Linked DNA regions of Mus musculus: regions 2, 3 and 4 are each linked to region 1. The links are chromatin contacts, called in public HiCAR-type, Micro-C and promoter capture Hi-C maps. All regions are on one chromosome and are shown on one strand. Each heading gives the region's core, a stretch centred on a gene start, on an enhancer-like site or on the middle of the called end of the contact. The rest is flanking DNA. Distances are from core to core; before and after follow the strand shown.

Region 1 (4,039 bases), core at 1,118-3,617:
TTTTATACCATTCTTGTTTTGTCCTTTTCAAACAACAAAGGCATTAATGATGCTAATGTTCAGTTAATTGGTTTCTGTTTTCAATTATCGTCTATACTTTATAAAAATATAGTATTGCCAGATATGGTGGCACAAGCCTGTAATCCCAGAATCTACATGCAAAGGCAGGAGGAGTGAATTGAGGGTAGTGAACCCCTGTCTCCAAAGAAAAAAGAAAGGAGAGAATGAGGGAGGGGGGAGAGAGGAAGGAGAGAGAGAGACATCCATAGTATAGCTGGAAGAATTCTTGATGCTTATGAAGGGGTTCTATGTTTGAAGTTTTGTTTCCTTTCATCCTTTAATGAATTTTTATATATAACAATGCAAGATAGTTTGTTCCTTCCTCCCCTACACACAAGCTTTGTTTTCTATATAAGGAAAGAAATTGAAGCTTTAGTCTCAGGAATAAAAAAAACAATTTTGACTTCTCTCCTCAGCTACGTGTCTCTATGCTCTTAAGCCACCCTCTCACAAGCATGGGTCAGGTGATGTGGGCAGTTTGTAAAAGACCTCAGCTGTAAGGGCCTTTTTCCTGGCCTCTGGGCAACTGCACTCAGGTGCATATGTGTGTACAGTCCCTCGGGCATACACATCATTACAAGTACACTTTAACACCCTAACACTTCAATCCCAAGTATTCAGCCTAGCCTACAAACATGGGCACCATTACACAGACTCAGCAGCCCGCGTCGTGTAGTTATTCCCACCCGTGTATATATTTAAGGAATAAGCCATGAATTTGAGAGGCACCTGGATAGCAGTGGGAACTCTCGGGACCGGTAGGAGGGTCAAAGGTAAACAGTTTTAACTAAGTGAAAAGCAGAGGAAACATTTTGGGCACTTTTGCTTAGTCCACACTGCCTGCACACTCACTGTGTAGCCCGGGCTAAGGTTGAGCTGCTGATCCTCTTAATTGACCTTTTGAGTGCTGGAGTTGCTAGGAAATTATTTTCTTTTAGCCTCGTTGCCAGGAATAAATGTTTCGTTCAGCTCAAATGCTCTGCTTTGGTTTGTTTTCTTTTACATTTCTTGGATGCCATGTGAATCTTTAAGTTATTTTCCACATTACAAGATCTTATTTGGGGTCGGCTTGTAGCAAGATAGAATGCTTATGTCATGGTGAACTCACTTTGATTTGACTTAGGCCTTCGTTTTTCTTAGATTTTAAAAAAGCTGGCCATTTCTGGAGCTAGGGAGGGCTCAGTGGGTAAAAGCACTGGGTTGAGCAGGGGCAGAAGGATCAGAGGTTTCTAGCTGCACACCTCGCTGCAAGTTCAGTGAGAGACTTGGTTTCAAAGGAATAAGGCAGAGTAATGGCTTGATACTGACATTCTCCAGCTTCCATGTGTCCATGTGTGCTTCTGTACACACACCGTACCCACGTCTGTACACACAAAGTGCCACTCCTTCTAAATTAGCACCATTTAATATAGTAGGCATGTTTCACCTACTCTCTCTCTCCTCTGTGTGCATGTGCGCGCGCGCACACACACACACACCTAGAGCCTTTTGCATTCTAGGCAAGCGTTCTACCACTCAGCCCAACACTATTTGTATGATGACATTGTCTTCAAGATTCATGTTAAAACAGTTGGTTTCAGACAATGTCTCATTTTGTTGCCCACCCTAGCCTCTAAATTCTTCACTTAGTAGTCTGTGGACTCTTCACTTAGTAAGCTACAGAAACTTTGACAAGCCTTCTATCAATTGGTTTACCATAGTTTTCTGTGGGTCGGGCTTCTTTCTTGAAGCTGCAGAGTGGTAGAGTCTATGGTCCCCAAGGGAGACAGAGCGACCAAGCCTGGCTCCCATCTTAGTTATGTGTTTCTACCCAATCTGGCTTTTATTCGGGTGCTATTCTCCTACAGCATCTTTCCTCCTAGGGCACAGCCGACCCTCTCCTTAGCCTGTTCATCTTTCTGATGCTCCTGGCGCTTTTACTTTGCTCATGCTGTAGTAACACGTAAGCATTCAATAAAGTGTGCGAGTCAAAACAAAACAAAACAACACTAAGGCACTTCGCAGAGTGTTTTTAATCCTTATTGGTGTGAAGATCCCAGTACTGATGTCTACAATCTGTCACATTCTAAAAATGATCAGGTGTGCTGAAGCTCTGCAGTACATGGGCTAGAGGCGGGTGCATGCTTGTGACAAACGCTTCGGCAGGACAGCAGCCACTTATCTGTTCGCTCTACTCGGCCCAGTGTTCCTGGGCTCGCGATGGAACCTGGACTCGCGCAGCTGCTCTTCTGCGCCTCATTGGCGGAGTAGAGAGGCGTGGCGCGCAGCGCCGACCAATTGGAGGTGGTCTGCGATGGCACGTGTGCGGGGCTGGCCTGGGAGCTGATGGACCAGGGCTGGTGCTGCAAGGACTCTGGAGGAGCAGCCCCCAGGAGCTGCAGAACCGAGCTGCAGGGCCGCTCTCTTTCTCTTTTGGGTGTTTGCCATCGCCATGTGGGGCGCGCTGAGGTCAGCTCTGCGACCGTGCTGTCGGGCTGCTGTACCCCCGCAGCGTGCCTATCACGGGGACTCAGTGGCCCGACTGGGCACCCAGCCTGACTCGGCCTCCTCCACCTACCAGGTAGGTTGAGCGAGCGTCCTGGAGGCCTGTTCGCCTTCCTGCCCCGGAGTCATCGGAGGCCAGAGGGTGGGCATGCTTGGATCTCTGCTGTTCTTTCCTTTGCAGCTTCAGGCGTCATTCTGGGACTCAGTAGGGTCCTGTGAAGTTTGCAGAAGGAAGTCGTTCCAGTGAGATTTTAGTTCACTTTTAGGACTGGTACTGGCATTTTGTGTCACTCAAATCAGTGGTTCTCAAAACCCCACAAAGCATTGTCGCTTGGACAACTTACAAATGCCCGAGACCGGTTTGGCAACTTTGTAATCACGAAGTTGTGGTCCTCGTGTTTGCATGGCTGGGTATATTCTTTAGCGGTCTTGTGGCAGCCACCTTTAGGAACTACCATAGCACGATAGTTTACACTCTTCCGCTTAATAGTTATATTAACAATACACAGCTCACAATGTCTTTACATAGCTTTTCTTGGGACTGAGTGGCTTCCCCTGGCCAAAGAAGCAACTCATAATTTGTGAAGTATCAAAGCTGGAACATTTAAATCTGTTTCATGGCCTCTACAGATAACGTCTGAATTATTCATAGAACCAGCAGTTATTTGCCAGGGAAGAAGTTAACTTAGTTAAGCACTAAGTTGTTTGTGCGGTATTTTAAGTATTTGGCCTGGATGTGTAGGAATGAAAGTCATTTGGGGCTGGGAAACGTTAACTAGAAATCAGATAGCTGTGCGGCTGTGTGGTAAGAGGTGTCCTAGCCCTGAAGGGCTGAAGGCACCTAGAGCACACAGAGCAGAAGCAGGTGGATCTTTGTGAGGTTCGGTCCACCTTGATCAACAAAGCCAGTTCCTGGACAGCCAAAGTTACAAAATAACTTCTCAAAAAAACTACCACCACCACTACAACAAAATACAACTACTATATACTAATTGTACAAAGTAATAAATACACTTCACTATATGTACATACATGACTCTCTTATCTCCTCTCCACTCTTTTGCTGTCTCCTTTTCTCTTTCCAAGTAGTCCTTATACTTTCATGTCCCTAAATTGTACATCTAACCTAGATTCTGCATGTGAGAGAAAATGTGGTATTTGTTTCCCTGCCTCCCTACTGTGATGATCTCTAGTTCCAACCATTTCCTTGAACATAGCTATTTTATTATTTTTAGGACTATCTTGTTTAGTTTTGACAGTTTCATACAGAAATACAGTGTATCTTTTTGTCTGTTTTGAGGCAGGGATTTTTATTTTCCTGAGTAGCCCTGGCTGTCCTGGCTTTGTAGATCAGCTCTGTAGACCAAGCTGAGCATGGTCATCACCTGCCTCTGCTTCTGTGGTTTAAGGCGTGTGCTACCACGCCCAGCTGGTGTATCTCGATGTTATCTGTTCCCAGTTCCCCTTCCCAGTCTCCCTAGACACTTCCCAATGT
Region 2 (4,039 bases), core at 564-3,063, 570 kb after region 1:
GGTCTTTCCCCTAACTCTTCTTCAGCATCTGATGACAGTTTTGCCAAAGCCAAGTTCTGATAACTAGCTAGCATCATCAGAAGTGGTTAAATCCAGAAGGGATCTAGAGCTGGGCAGCCTGGGACCAGACCCTGGCCTGACCTGACCCTGTTGTGGCGTCCTGAGCTACTCGATGTCCTCTGTCAACTCTTTGTCTTCAGTAGTGAGCCATGGTCATGGTACCTCGTGTGAGAGCACTTCAGGGGATTCAGTGAAACTGTATGGGTCTCAGAACAGGGCGTGGCACCAGCATTGTTTAGTTTGGGCTGCTCCTCTGCCTTCCTAAAGTTGACTGGTAAATGTTACTGTAAGGAAAAGCAGGGATGATCAATAATGGTGACATGAGTAGAATGTCTCTAAGCAGCTGTTTCTAGTTTCTGTGATCCTTGATAATACAAAGGGGAAATCTCCAGCTGAGTCGAGCCTGGAACCGCCTCCTTTCTAATGGCTTTCCTGGGATAGCGTATATACATATACCACACACGCACGCAAAGTATTTTCTTCAGGGCTTACTTGTCTGTCTCATTGATCCTTCATCTTGTGATAAAATACATATAAAGAAAAATTGGCCATTTTAACTATTTTTTTTAAATCTACAACTCAGGAGTGATCAATATGTCTACAAGGTTGTATATGTCATCACTTACATTTTCAAAATGTTTTCATTACCCCAAACATGGGATAGTACCCATTAAGCAATAGCTCCCCAATTCCCCCTCCTTTAGCCTTTGGTAATTGCTATTTTAAATTTACTTATTCTGGGTATTTCATGGGCATAAAGTACTATTTTATGTATCCATTTGTGTTCAGCTTTTTTTTCCCCCTTATGTTCTAGTTCATCTTTGTAACATTAGCAGAGCTTGATTTTTTTTTTTTTCTATTTCTGACTAGTATTCCGTTGTGGGTAGACCACATCTAACCCAGACACTTGGGTTATTTTATCTTTTGGCTATTAAAATAATGCTGTAATTAACATTAGCACAGAAATATTTGCTCAGGTTCCTACTTTCAACTTGCACCAACCAATTAAATGGCAGTTCATACAGGATTCTGTTTTAGCTTTTCCAAGAACCCTAGATCTACTTTCCTTCTGTTTTTCTCTGTTGGTATCTCCCTCAGAAGCTCCTGTTTCTTCCAGTCTTCCAGGCTTCATTGTACTTCCAAACAGCAGGCGTGCTTTCCCTCCCAACCACGTGGCTTCCTCCCACATTTCCGAGGGAACGCCCCTCTCTGTCCGTTGTTTGCTGGTAAAGCATACATCAGCGACTCTGGCTACATTCACTGGATGGCTTTCATCTCCTTGTCAAGGCAGGGTAATGTTTGTAGAAGGCAATCCATAGGTCTCTGCTGACCTAAGCCTGAGGCTGACCAGCACAGGATGGTGCTGTAAGGAGTGGGAGATATCAAGAGCCCTGCAGAGCATCCTTAAACTCCCTCATCCCAAACCACACCTTACTTTAGTTCTCCCTCAGTTTTGTCTTGTGGGGCAGTTTGGCCACCCTGTCCTGGGGGAGGGTAGCCTTCCACTTCTCTTTTGCCCACTGTTTCTTCACTTTCCTACAAGCAAGTGAATTAATTAGTGAATACCCCAACAGACCGTAAGCCTGCCTCAGACAGCCATTCTGGCTGCTGGGTTAATTGTTAGTCGGGTTTCTGGCCGTCATTCACTTCACAATGAGGCTCCTAATTAATCTCCGCGCCGTTCTCACCAGAAGAAAGGACGTTAGGGAGAAACATCCCCAATTACCATGAGAAAGGAAATGTCAAGAGCTCCACTGAGTTTTCCTGGCACCCCTCCCTGGTCTCTGATGAAAACCCGGCCATTGGGTCAGGAGGCTGCCTAGCCATCGACCATGAAAGACCCAGTGTAAAAGCCTGGGGGCCCCAGGCTACCCCAGCTCCAGTTGAGCCTGTTGTGTGCACACCCTCGTGCTCAGTAGCATCCACTGTGTTTCCCAGCTTCCAGGGCCACATCTGAGTTGGAAATTTCTCTGCTGTCCCAGAAGTAGGCGAGCCGCTTTCATCTGGAAGAGCTAAAGGTCTCTTCTTTGTGTATTTTTTTTGTGCCTTCAGGACAAAAGATTCTTCATCACCGAAGTGACGTCTTAGAAACAGTCGTTCTGATCAACCCTTCAGATGAAGCCGTCAGCACTGAGGTGAGTATTTCAGTTCTGGGAGGTCTTAGAGCCTCCAAGGATGGGGACTTGGCTGATCAAAGGGGCTAGATAGGTGGGGGAGTTGGAGAGAGATGTACAAGGGGTAAGTCCCAGGTCCTAGGCTTCCTCGATGCCCAGAGCCTGCTTCTCTGCATCTAGTATCATAGCACCAGCTCACCAGAAGCCTCTTTCAATTAAGGACACAAGCGAACAGTGCCAGCTGGAAGCATGTTTGTTGAGGGGTGTAGAATGGGGGGTATGCACTGGGTATGTTGTTGCCAGGATGCAGAGCAAGAATGTAGCAGAGGAAATAGACGGCAAGCTCCAGGCTGGCACATACAGGGATGGAACTCAGAGACGACGAGCATCCCAATAGCATCCCTGTTCAGAGAGATCCAGGCCAGCACTAGCTACCCTTGGAAGGCAGGCCAGCCTCAGAAACATGGTCTCTAGCCCAGGTCAAATCACCTGGTTTCATCATCCAAGGTCGGTCAAGTTATCTTACTGCTTCGGTTTGCCCCTCCCTGTGAAGGAGATCATAATAGCCCCTGAATTTAATGCTCCTATGTAATGCTCTCTGAAGTGCTCAGGGCTTAGAAGAAGTGTGGCACATAGTGACTAAGATGTACATGCTGGCTCCTGCTGCTGTATCATTAGCATCACATGAGAATACTTACTACTAGAGAGAGTAATTGGCAATTTCAGGACCCACCCTGACATAAGAATTTGGAGGAAGCCAAGAGAATCTCTGGTCCCCTCAGGCCAAGCGTTGATAGAGCTCCTCTTCCACCTCCTCTGAGATAGAGTTGCTTCCTGAGCATTAAGGACCAAAGGCCCTGGCAACATCCTAGCCTAGGCTGTGTGTGTCTTCTGCCGGTGTCTTAGCAACTCTGACTATTCAGGTTTTCAAATTGGGATGTAATTCATGAACCATAGACTCATTCACTGAAAGTGTGTAGTTTTGTGGGTGTTTTTTTTTTAAGAATTATTATAAAAATGAGCAGTTTAACTCCAAAACATGCCTGTCACTCCCCAAAATTTCCTAAACCCATTAGCAGTTATCCCACTGCCCCTTAGCTTCTGACAATCCCTATTTTCTCTCTCCAGATTTTTTCCTGTCTTAGACATTTCATACAAATGGCATCATACAACATGTGGCCTCTTTTGTGGAGCTTAACTTAGCTTAGTGGCGTCATGATCTAGTCCAAGTGTAGCACGTTGGTCCCGCACTCCTTTCGACCATTGTGTGGCATCCTTTTGTAGACATCTGATAACTCATTTCTTAGTTTCTGCCACTTTCGTTGCTTTCGGTTTGGGGCTATCGTAATCGGGCCTGTTTTGACCTACTTCTGCGTGCAAAAGCTCTGACAATCCAATTAGGCATGAAGTCACAGAAAACCCAGGGGCACTTTCTGTCACCCAGAAGCCGGAGGGCTAGTATGTACCCAGGTAGACTGCCTAGCTGTGAAACAGGAGTTTTGTTTTGTTTTTTGTTTTTTGGTTGTTTTTTGTTTGTTTAAAAGCTTTTGTTGGAAGTATCAAGCTACTTTGTGGGCCACATGAGCCTGAGACAACTGCTTAGGTATGCATGCTTTTCTATGAGTGTGGCCTGTGGGGTTCATGGGCAGGGGTCATGGCCTGTTTAGTTTTGAATTTTCCCTGGTGCAGAACATGATGCAGGGCACGTAGTGTGTGCTAAACATTCATGAACTGAATTCAGAACCTTGGTTCAGAGGGTAGTGCTCCCGCAGAGGACAACTGGCCCCCCTCCCCCACCTCCCTGCCAGCAAAGGTTCTTTTGCGTAAGTTATTTTCAATTCAGTTTCTCAGATCGCCACTCAAGG
Region 3 (4,039 bases), core at 949-3,448, 560 kb before region 1:
AAAAAAGTCCTGCTCCTGGGCTGGGTATACAGCTTAGTGGTAGGGCACTTGCCTAGTATGCATGAGGCCCTGTCTTCCATCCCTAAACCAGGAACAAAGGAGGGATGGAGGGAAGGATGGAGGGAGGGAGGGTAGGGTGGATGAAGAGAGGGAGGGAGGGAGGAGAGAGGGAGGGAGGGAGGGAAGAAGGGAGAGAAGAAGGGAGAGAAGGACGGAGGAAGGAGAAACAGGGAGGGAAGAAGTGGGAGCCTGGAAACGGCTCAGTGGGTAAGAGTATTTGTTGTGTGAGCTTGAGGACCTGAGAACGGATCCCCAGTGCCCATGTAAAAAGCCTAGCATGGGGGGCTGGTGAGATGGCTCAGTGGGTAAGAGCACCCGACTGCTCTTCCGAAGGTCCGAAGTTCAAATCCCAGCAACCACATGGTGGCTCACAACCATCCGTAACGAGATCTGACGCCCTCTTCTGGAGTGTCTGAGGACAGCTACAGTGTACTTACATATAATAAATAAATAAATAAATCAAAAAAAAAAAAAAAAAAGCCTAGCATGGCTCTGGTTCTCGCCTGTGATCATAGTACTGGGGGCTGGAGAGGGAAATGGAGACAGAATAACCACAGAAGGCTCCTGGTGGACTCCAGCTTCAGGGAGAGGCTGTTCTCAAGGGACATGATGAAGAGACACAGGTACTCCACATTGTCCTCTGTCCTCCACATGCATACAAACCAAGTGCCTACACCTGGCACCCATGTGTGTACATTTGCTCACATGCATGTGCCATATTTACACACACACACAGGAAACAGAAACTACTCTTTCTCTTTGAGGCACTCATTAGCAAGGTTCCGACTTCTCCACATCTAATTTTTTATTTCTTTGAGGCAGTCTCATGTAGCCAGGGCTGACCTTGAAGTTGATGTGTAGCTAAGAATAACCTTTAACTTTCGATCCTCCTGCCCCAAGGCACTGAGAGCTAGGATTACCTAGGACTCCCAGCATGCCACCATAACCCTTGGCCCATTCTCCAAATGTTTACCAACACACACACACTCCTTTCCTCTCTTGCCCCTTTAGTAACAGTCATTGTCATACGGATTTGCATTTTTCTAAGGATGTTGGTCATACATCCATTTTCTTTGAATAAATATCTATATAAGTCCTTTGTGTCTTTTTAATTAGACAAGTTTGTTGTTGTTGTTGTTGTTACAGAGATTCTTTCTATAGTTGAGATTTGATTTAGATATATATGTTTGTTTCAGGTGACGGTAAGTGAGCTAGGGCCCTGGGCATGCTGGGTAAGTGTTTACTGTATTCCTAACCCAGGTTTTGAACTTGGGTAAATCTATCTTGTTGTTCACCAGAAGATGTGGAAGTAGCCTTCAGAAGATAATCATAGTCAGATTCCCTTAAGAAGCAAAAACACTCACTGTGCCCTGCCTTGGTCTGGTGGCTTAGACCTGCAGGTGTCACTGCATGACTGGTTGTGCTTACCAGGTTAGTTACAGACAGCAGGTCATAGAAATTAAAACCAAGTCAAAGAAGAGCTCAAACTAGGGCCCCTGAGATGACTTGGTGGGTGAAGTTGCTTGCTGCTTAGTGATGCAAGACTGACAATCTGAACTCAGGACCTCTGGAAGAGCAGTTGGTGCTCTTAACCACTGAGCCATTTCTCCAGCCCAACAATTTTTAAAGTATAAAAGTCAAATAACAAAATCCAAGGTGTCTTTTGTACCTGCAGTCATAGTTCCTGAGGCTGCCACCGGCCTCCTTCCTTCAAGCCTGGCAAGCCATAAGCCAAGTGGGAAATAAATGGGACCTGTCCCTTAAATGCTTTGTGTTGTATTTTATTTTTGAGACAGCGTCTCACTATGTAGCTTTGGCTGTCCTGGAACTTGCTATGTAGAGCAGGTTAGCTTTGAACTCATAAAGATCCACCTGCCTCTGCCTCCATATCCAGTCACAACTGCCTTTAGCTTGCAGTGGGAAAGGGAAAACTCTAGTGAATGGTCTAGAGACCATTCTGTAGGTCAAAAGATTTTTAAAGAAATGAGACAGATCTGGTGAGAACGCTGTGAGCCATGGGGGTAAAATTAGGAGGGTGGGAGCTGAGACATAAACACCAGGCAGAGATTAGGAAAGAAGGTAGTGGAGACCGCTCAGTAGGTAAACACTGGCTGCTGTACCTCTGCCAGGTCCCACGTGGTGGAAGAGGGAAAACACTCCTCAAAATTGTCCTCTGACCTCCACAAACACACTGTGGTACATCTGTAAACACACACACACACAGGAGGGAGAGAGAGAAAGAGAGAGAGAATAAATACATACATTCATACATACATACATACATACATACATACATACATGTAGTAAGAATATAAAACTGTCATCTAAAGTAATTCCCCGGCACTGGGAACAACCTCATTATGCTTTTCTCTCCATAGCTGATTTCAGCAACAGTTTCATGGAATATTGTTCTGGACTGCATTGTTTTAAGCAACTACAAATATTTACTTCCATGCTTTGCCTTGATGATAGTCCCAAGACAAGATACAAACCTTGTACTTTTGAGATAGCAGTATTAAGTGTACAAAAGCCCAAAGTCCATGCTAAGCCTTGACCTTTTAAAAACCAGTAACATAAAGCTTGATGATATCTGCCTATCTATCTATCTATCTATCTATCTATCTACCTATCTATTATATATATGTGTGTGTATACATGTGTATATCCACATACACACACACACACACATATATATATATATATATATATATATATATACACATATATATATATACACACACACACACACACACACACACATACATACATATATGACATACATGCATACATACATGGTGGAAGGAGAAAATACTCCCCAAAGTTGCATATGTGTATGTGCGTATCATATATATTTTGGAGGGTGGGGGCAGTGTTTTCGAAATAGGGTTTCTCTGTGTAGCCCTGGCTGTCTTGGAACTCACTCTATAGACCAGGCTGGTCTCAAACTCAGAAATCTGCCTGCCTCTGCCTCCCAAGTGCTGGGATTAAAGGTGTGCGCCACCACTACCCAGCTATTTTCTTTTCCTTACATGAAGTGATAGAGGCACATACCCGTAGTCCCAGCTACATGGGAGACCAAAGGCAAGATAGCTTGAGTCCAGAAGTACCAGACCAGTTGGAGCATTACGACTAGACTTGGTCTCAGACCATAACAAAACAAAGAGAAAGAAAGGAAGAAAGACAGACAGACAGAAAGAAGAAAACAGCACATAGGTATTTTTCTTTTCTTTCTTTTTTTTTTTTTATGTTTGTTTGTTTGTTTGTTTAAGACTGGTTTCTCTGTATAGCATTGACTGTCCTAGAATTTACTCACAAAGTCTAGGCTACCTTTGAACTCAGATCCGCCTGCCTCTGCCTCCTGAGTGCTGGGACTAAAGGTGTGCACCACCATGCCGCCTGGCTGATATTTTTTCTTAAGCCTTGGCCTGAAGAGGCTAAGCGACAGAAGAAAGTTGGTAAGTACATATTTCTGTCTCCACTTCAAAGCCCACTGGACACTCCTTTTTTCTGCCAGCCTTGAATGCTAGCTAGACTCTCCCTTTCCACATGGTTGGGTTTCTGCATATTAGAGGGCACAGGCAGCCAGTTCAAAAGGCTCCGACCGACCGACGGGTGTTCCTTCCTTTCCTTCGCATGTTTAAAGAACCGTGCACAGCAATAACCAGTTCCCAAGGATAAGGCGCGGATATGACATCACCAACTCTTACTGACTTTGAGGCAGGAACAGAAAATCTAGAAAGGCTTAAGTTCTTTATTATTTTTAATCCTGGAACAGGGAAGGGTGTTGACCCTGATCTGCAGCTCTGGATATCGAAGGACACGAACACTCTCAGGCACTTTGCTTGTGTTCTCTATGAAATCCTTTGGTTGCTGACTGATAGCACACAGAAGCAGAGTCCGCCCTCTCTCTTTCTAGCCTACTCTGGATGTCTCTTTCTGGTGCGATTATCTAAGTCCCTCTCAACACCAAGAGGAGCAT
Region 4 (4,039 bases), core at 623-3,122, 540 kb before region 1:
TTGAGCTCAGCCTGGTCTACAAAGTGAGTTCCAGGACAGCCAAGACTGTTACAGAGAAACCTTGGGGGGGTGGGAGGGAGAGAAAGAAAAGAAAAAGTCAGGGGCTGGAAACAGAAAATGACTATTAATACATATTGGGTTTCAAATGAAAATGCTCTGGAATTAGAACATGGTAACAATGGTTATACAACCTTGCAACTGCAAAAAAAAATATTAAGCACACACTATATTTTAAATAACAATTTTTATCTTAAGTGTACAGGTAATTTGCTTGTATGTATTGTCTATGTACTACTTGTGTGCCTACTGCACAAGGAGGCTAGAAGGTGTCATACCCTCCAGAACTGGAGTTACGACGGTTTATTAGCTACCGTGTGGTGCTGGGAATTGAACAACTAGAGGAGAAGCCCGTAGAAGAGTAGCTACTGTGTCTAACCACTGAGCCGTCTCTCCAGGCCCCAGGAATACACTTGGCAAGGTATATGAACTAAGGATGAAATCCTAAGGCTTCAAACATGGCAGGGAGGTGTTCTGGGGACAAGATGCATCCCCAGTCAATTTATATTTATTTTTAAATAGGAAAAACACCACTATCACCACCACCACCACCTCCAAACCTATGAGATCCTCTTCAAAACAGAGCGAAATACTCAATAAGATAATAGTCAGGTGTTTACAAAAATGTTTCCTTGTGTAATTATAATCCGAGTTGGAACGTTTGGAAATATTAGCAATCCGGCAGCTAACATTAAGAGGATTAACCTGGCTTCCTTGGGGTGAATATCAATTTAATCTACATCAATCAAAAACTACAGTCACATTGAAATAATTATAGCGATGACTTCATGAAAGATTACTAATTAGATTAAGAATCTATTAAGGCTGTCATCATTTAAATTTTTACTTCCGGAAGTACTGAATTGTGCTTTAAGATTTAATGCAAAGGAGAACCACACCTGTAGCTACTTAAAGGCAGAAAGGAGCATGGGATTGGACTAAGATGTATTAGCAATGCAGACATTCAGGACTGGAACACAAAAGGAAGCAGGGCTTGCGAAATTTAACTATCTTCGGTGCAGATAGTTAACTAACAAGAACTAAAATCTCTATATCGTAGAGTAAAATGAATATGAAATACAACAAAATCGCACACACACGCACAAGTCTGTAACAACAGAGTTATAGACAGAGTAAAAAAATACAACCCTTAGCAACCAGATTGGTTTTGCTTGTTTTGTTTTGAGCCAAGAAAGAATACCGAAACGGCTTTAAATCCCTTTAGAGTAGCCTCAATCACACCGTAGTTACGTTTCGTGCATGCGTGGACAAGGACCCTGTGGCCTGGGGATTCCGTGTGACTCACACAGCTACAGTAATCTCTCTTCATTTTAACCACTCCAGACCAGAGGGTAGTCTTTTTCCGAATCCTCTGAATCGGAAGGTGCTAGTAATAAGCACTTCTGAAAAAAGTCCACTCTTTCGCTGGACCAAGCATCGGGTACTGTTTTCCACCAGACATTTAATCAAACCTGGCAGCAGAACACAGTAGGAAGAGAACTCAGACCTTCTCATCAGCCTCCAGGCGCCCTTGGACCCTCTCTGAGTAGCAGCACAACAGCTCCCTCCTGACCTCTGACTCTCCTCCCGGAACCAACACCCCACAGGGGCCCTGAAGCAGGCGTATCTCCGAGCACACCCAAAATGGTCTAGGATCACCCCATTGCCTCCACGATCTTGAGACCCTTCTCTCCGCACGCCCCCGCCCCTCTCCAGGCAACGTCGGTGCTGTTCCTTTAACTCGGCTTGCTCTGGGTGGTGAGCCCTGCCCGGTCCTCCCGCCTCCTTCTCCGTCGCTCCCTCCCCCTCCCATCGGAGTTTCAGGTGAATGGGTCACCGAGGGAGGAGGCTGGCCACGCCACACCTCGTCGCTAGTGCCCACCTCCCGGCCCCTCTTTCCTTAGGCGACAGCGGTGGAGTTGCGGGAGAGCGGTCCAGCGCACGGAGCAACCGGCTAGGGGCTCGGCAGGTGGGTCCCAGCGCACAGCCCCGGGCGGGTTCGGCCAGAAATTGGTGCGCATGCCCGGGGGTAGGGGGTGGGGGAAGCGGAGGACGGTCCTCCTGGCTCAGTTGAACTGTGGATTGGCAGCGCGGGCGGCGGCAGGTGCACCGGCCAGGTGAGCACCTTGGGATTCCGGCCGCCAAGGTGGGTGCGAGGCAGGTGCGGTGCCCGGGGTCCCCCAGGGTGACGCGCCGGGGCTGGGAGGCGAGGCGCGGGGAGGGCACGCGGAGCCAGTTTCGGTGGCAGTTTCGCCCTGGACTCGGCTCTCACGGAAACCAGAGAAGCGCGTGTGCCTGAGCGCAGCGCGGGAGGATCTGGGGGGCTCCCTTTCTCTCTCGGAGTCGCGGGCGAAACCTTGTCCACCAGAAATGCCCGAGCTACTTTCTACTTTTGCCGAGGCGGGAGCGTCGGGGGCGGATCCAGCGCTCAACTGGGCGCTGGAGATCTGTGGGTTACTCGGGGTCTCTAGTTAGGGCTGGTGCTGGGCGACGCAGGGCGATAAAGATCCCTGTGGCCCTTCTGGTTTCCGCTCTTTTGGGTAATTCATCCCAGGAGGGAGGCCGGGGGTCCTCTGCAGCGTCCCCAGAGTCGTGGAGTGTATTATTCTGGCTGTTTGGAACAGGGGGCGGTGCGTGCGTCCTTGTTGATTTCAGCTTTTGGTGTTCTTTTCGAGTGAGGCTGGATTTCGAGGGAAGCTGCTCACGCGGTGGATTCTCATCCGTGACCGCGGGCCGGGGACCTGCCCCGGGGCAGGGCCTGCTCTGCTGCCCTGCTCTGGCCTGGCGGCTCCCGAGCGCAAAGCTGCGGTGGGGCGCACGGTCTCGGGGACCCGCAGCCTGTATAGGCGGTCCACTTTGCAGACCTCCTGGGCAAAGTCGGCCCCGCGAGTCTAGCGGCGAGTGGCCTTGCATCAGAGGAAGTATGCGGGGACAAATGGGTGGGGACCAAAATGGCCTCTGCATCTTGGCGCTGGAACAACTCTGAGCCCCTTTCGACCCAGGTGGAGTAACCGGGGTTCCAGCGGGAGCGGAGGTATCCTCGGGCCTGCCCGGGGCTCACCGGGCAAACTGCCACTAGGGGAATTACCTGGGGCGGGGAGAAGGCAGCTTTCCAGGCAGGTTAGCAATGCGTGGCTTTCATATACAACAGGTGTGTTGTTGGGATCACCGGAAAAGAGGAATGCCTCTCAGTAATGCGCTTTCTGGTGACGCTTTCAGTGGTTCGTGCGTTGTTCAACTACATATCCCTGAGTATAACTGTAGTTCCTTTGCGCCGTATGTATAAATCTTAAATTTCCACTGTTGGTGGTTTTCTTTTCTTTTTTCGTTTGGATTTATCTTAGTTGTTAGTGCTTTCTTTGTTAGGCAATGGAATGGCGAGGTTGGCCAGATAGACTTAAGTAGGGAGTGGGCACAGTCCACATTCCAGCAGCTTCCAGGCAACTTAGAAAGTATGAGCATCTTTGTGAAAGGTAAATCCTACCAGAACTCTATTTTAAAGGTTGGGGAAGGGGGGGGGGTAGGCTAAGGTTGGAATCTCAGCAAAGCTTCAAAAATCTACAGAAGGCAGGATACAGAAAACTTAAGCAAACTCACAAGGAGTAGTTAACTGTAGAGAATTTCAGAGAAAATAACTACTATAGCGAGCCGAGGCAATTATCAAACCAGCCCATTGTACCACTTCCACCTTTAAAATAGAAATGACTAAGTATCATTTACACATTGAACAGTTTTACACATTGGGGAATACAATTTAGGGCTCAGCTCTAAGGACCTTAAAGCTGAGCTGTGTACTCCCAACCCCCAAGCAAACTTGTATTTTTGTTTTTTAGTCTTTCTTGGCTATTGAATTTTGGAGCACCTTGGCTTTGTTTATTTGTTTTCTTTTGTTTTTGTTTTATTCCCTGAGGTACTTGTGTCTTGTAGTTTGGGACAGGGTCGTTTATTCTGCTTTTCTAAGAAGTTAGAAGGAATGCCTCTG

What was found. Promoter capture Hi-C pulls out the DNA fragments that hold promoters and counts their contacts. A called contact is a pair of places that touch in the nucleus more often than the background predicts. HiCAR-type assays count read pairs that join an accessible place to other places.
Region 2: a HiCAR-type map of astrocytes shows a contact between it and region 1, with 2.1 times the contacts expected there. The contact joins the enhancer-like site here to the promoter of Mccc2 in region 1. A contact is called at or near these places in 6 of 39 promoter capture datasets (embryonic stem cells, frontonasal cranial neural crest, hippocampal neurons and 3 more) and 3 of 115 datasets of contacts at active chromatin or transcription factors (astrocytes, embryonic stem cells and stem cell-derived neural progenitor cells).
Region 3: a promoter capture Hi-C map of liver shows a contact between it and region 1, with 2.8 times the contacts expected there. The contact joins the enhancer-like site here to the promoter of Mccc2 in region 1. A contact is called at or near these places in 3 of 39 promoter capture datasets (liver and pre-B cells) and 1 of 15 datasets of contacts at CTCF or cohesin (pro-B cells).
Region 4: a contact with region 1 is called in a Micro-C map of embryonic stem cells, with 4 times the contacts expected there. The contact joins the promoter of Ocln here to the promoter of Mccc2 in region 1. A contact is called at or near these places in 5 of 39 promoter capture datasets (embryonic stem cells, hippocampal neurons, liver and 1 more), 1 of 484 Hi-C or Micro-C datasets (embryonic stem cells), 1 of 115 datasets of contacts at active chromatin or transcription factors (stem cell-derived neural progenitor cells) and 1 of 9 other capture datasets (embryonic stem cells).

Annotation. Positions count from the first base shown.
Region 1 is chr13:100,013,967-100,018,005 of GRCm38.p6, reverse strand. It overlaps Mccc2 (methylcrotonoyl-Coenzyme A carboxylase 2 (beta)), which reads left to right and starts at 2,367. Exons shown (of 17, transcript NM_030026.2): 1 at 2,367-2,620. The coding sequence starts at 2,492. It overlaps Bdp1 (B double prime 1, subunit of RNA polymerase III transcription initiation factor IIIB), which reads left to right. Exons shown (of 39, transcript NM_001081061.1): 39 at 1-12.
Region 2 is chr13:99,442,370-99,446,408 of GRCm38.p6, reverse strand. Map1b (microtubule-associated protein 1B) reads left to right here. Exons shown (of 7, transcript NM_008634.2): 3 at 2,113-2,195. Among named protein-coding and RNA genes, the nearest start is that of 6430562O15Rik, 32 kb to the right of the region's middle. Within about 2 kb of position 1,813, at least 68 of the 459 cell types and tissues checked have an H3K27ac peak or open chromatin away from gene starts, as enhancers often do. A contact at or near this core is called in astrocytes, embryonic stem cells, hippocampal neurons and 2 more, where this site is marked.
Region 3 is chr13:100,577,575-100,581,613 of GRCm38.p6, reverse strand. No RefSeq gene overlaps it. Among named protein-coding and RNA genes, the nearest start is that of Gm24261, 25 kb to the left of the region's middle. Within about 2 kb of position 2,198, at least 5 of the 459 cell types and tissues checked have an H3K27ac peak or open chromatin away from gene starts, as enhancers often do. A contact at or near this core is called in liver, where this site is marked.
Region 4 is chr13:100,550,551-100,554,589 of GRCm38.p6, reverse strand. Ocln (occludin) reads left to right here and starts at 1,872. Exons shown (of 9, transcript NM_001360536.1): 1 at 1,872-2,026.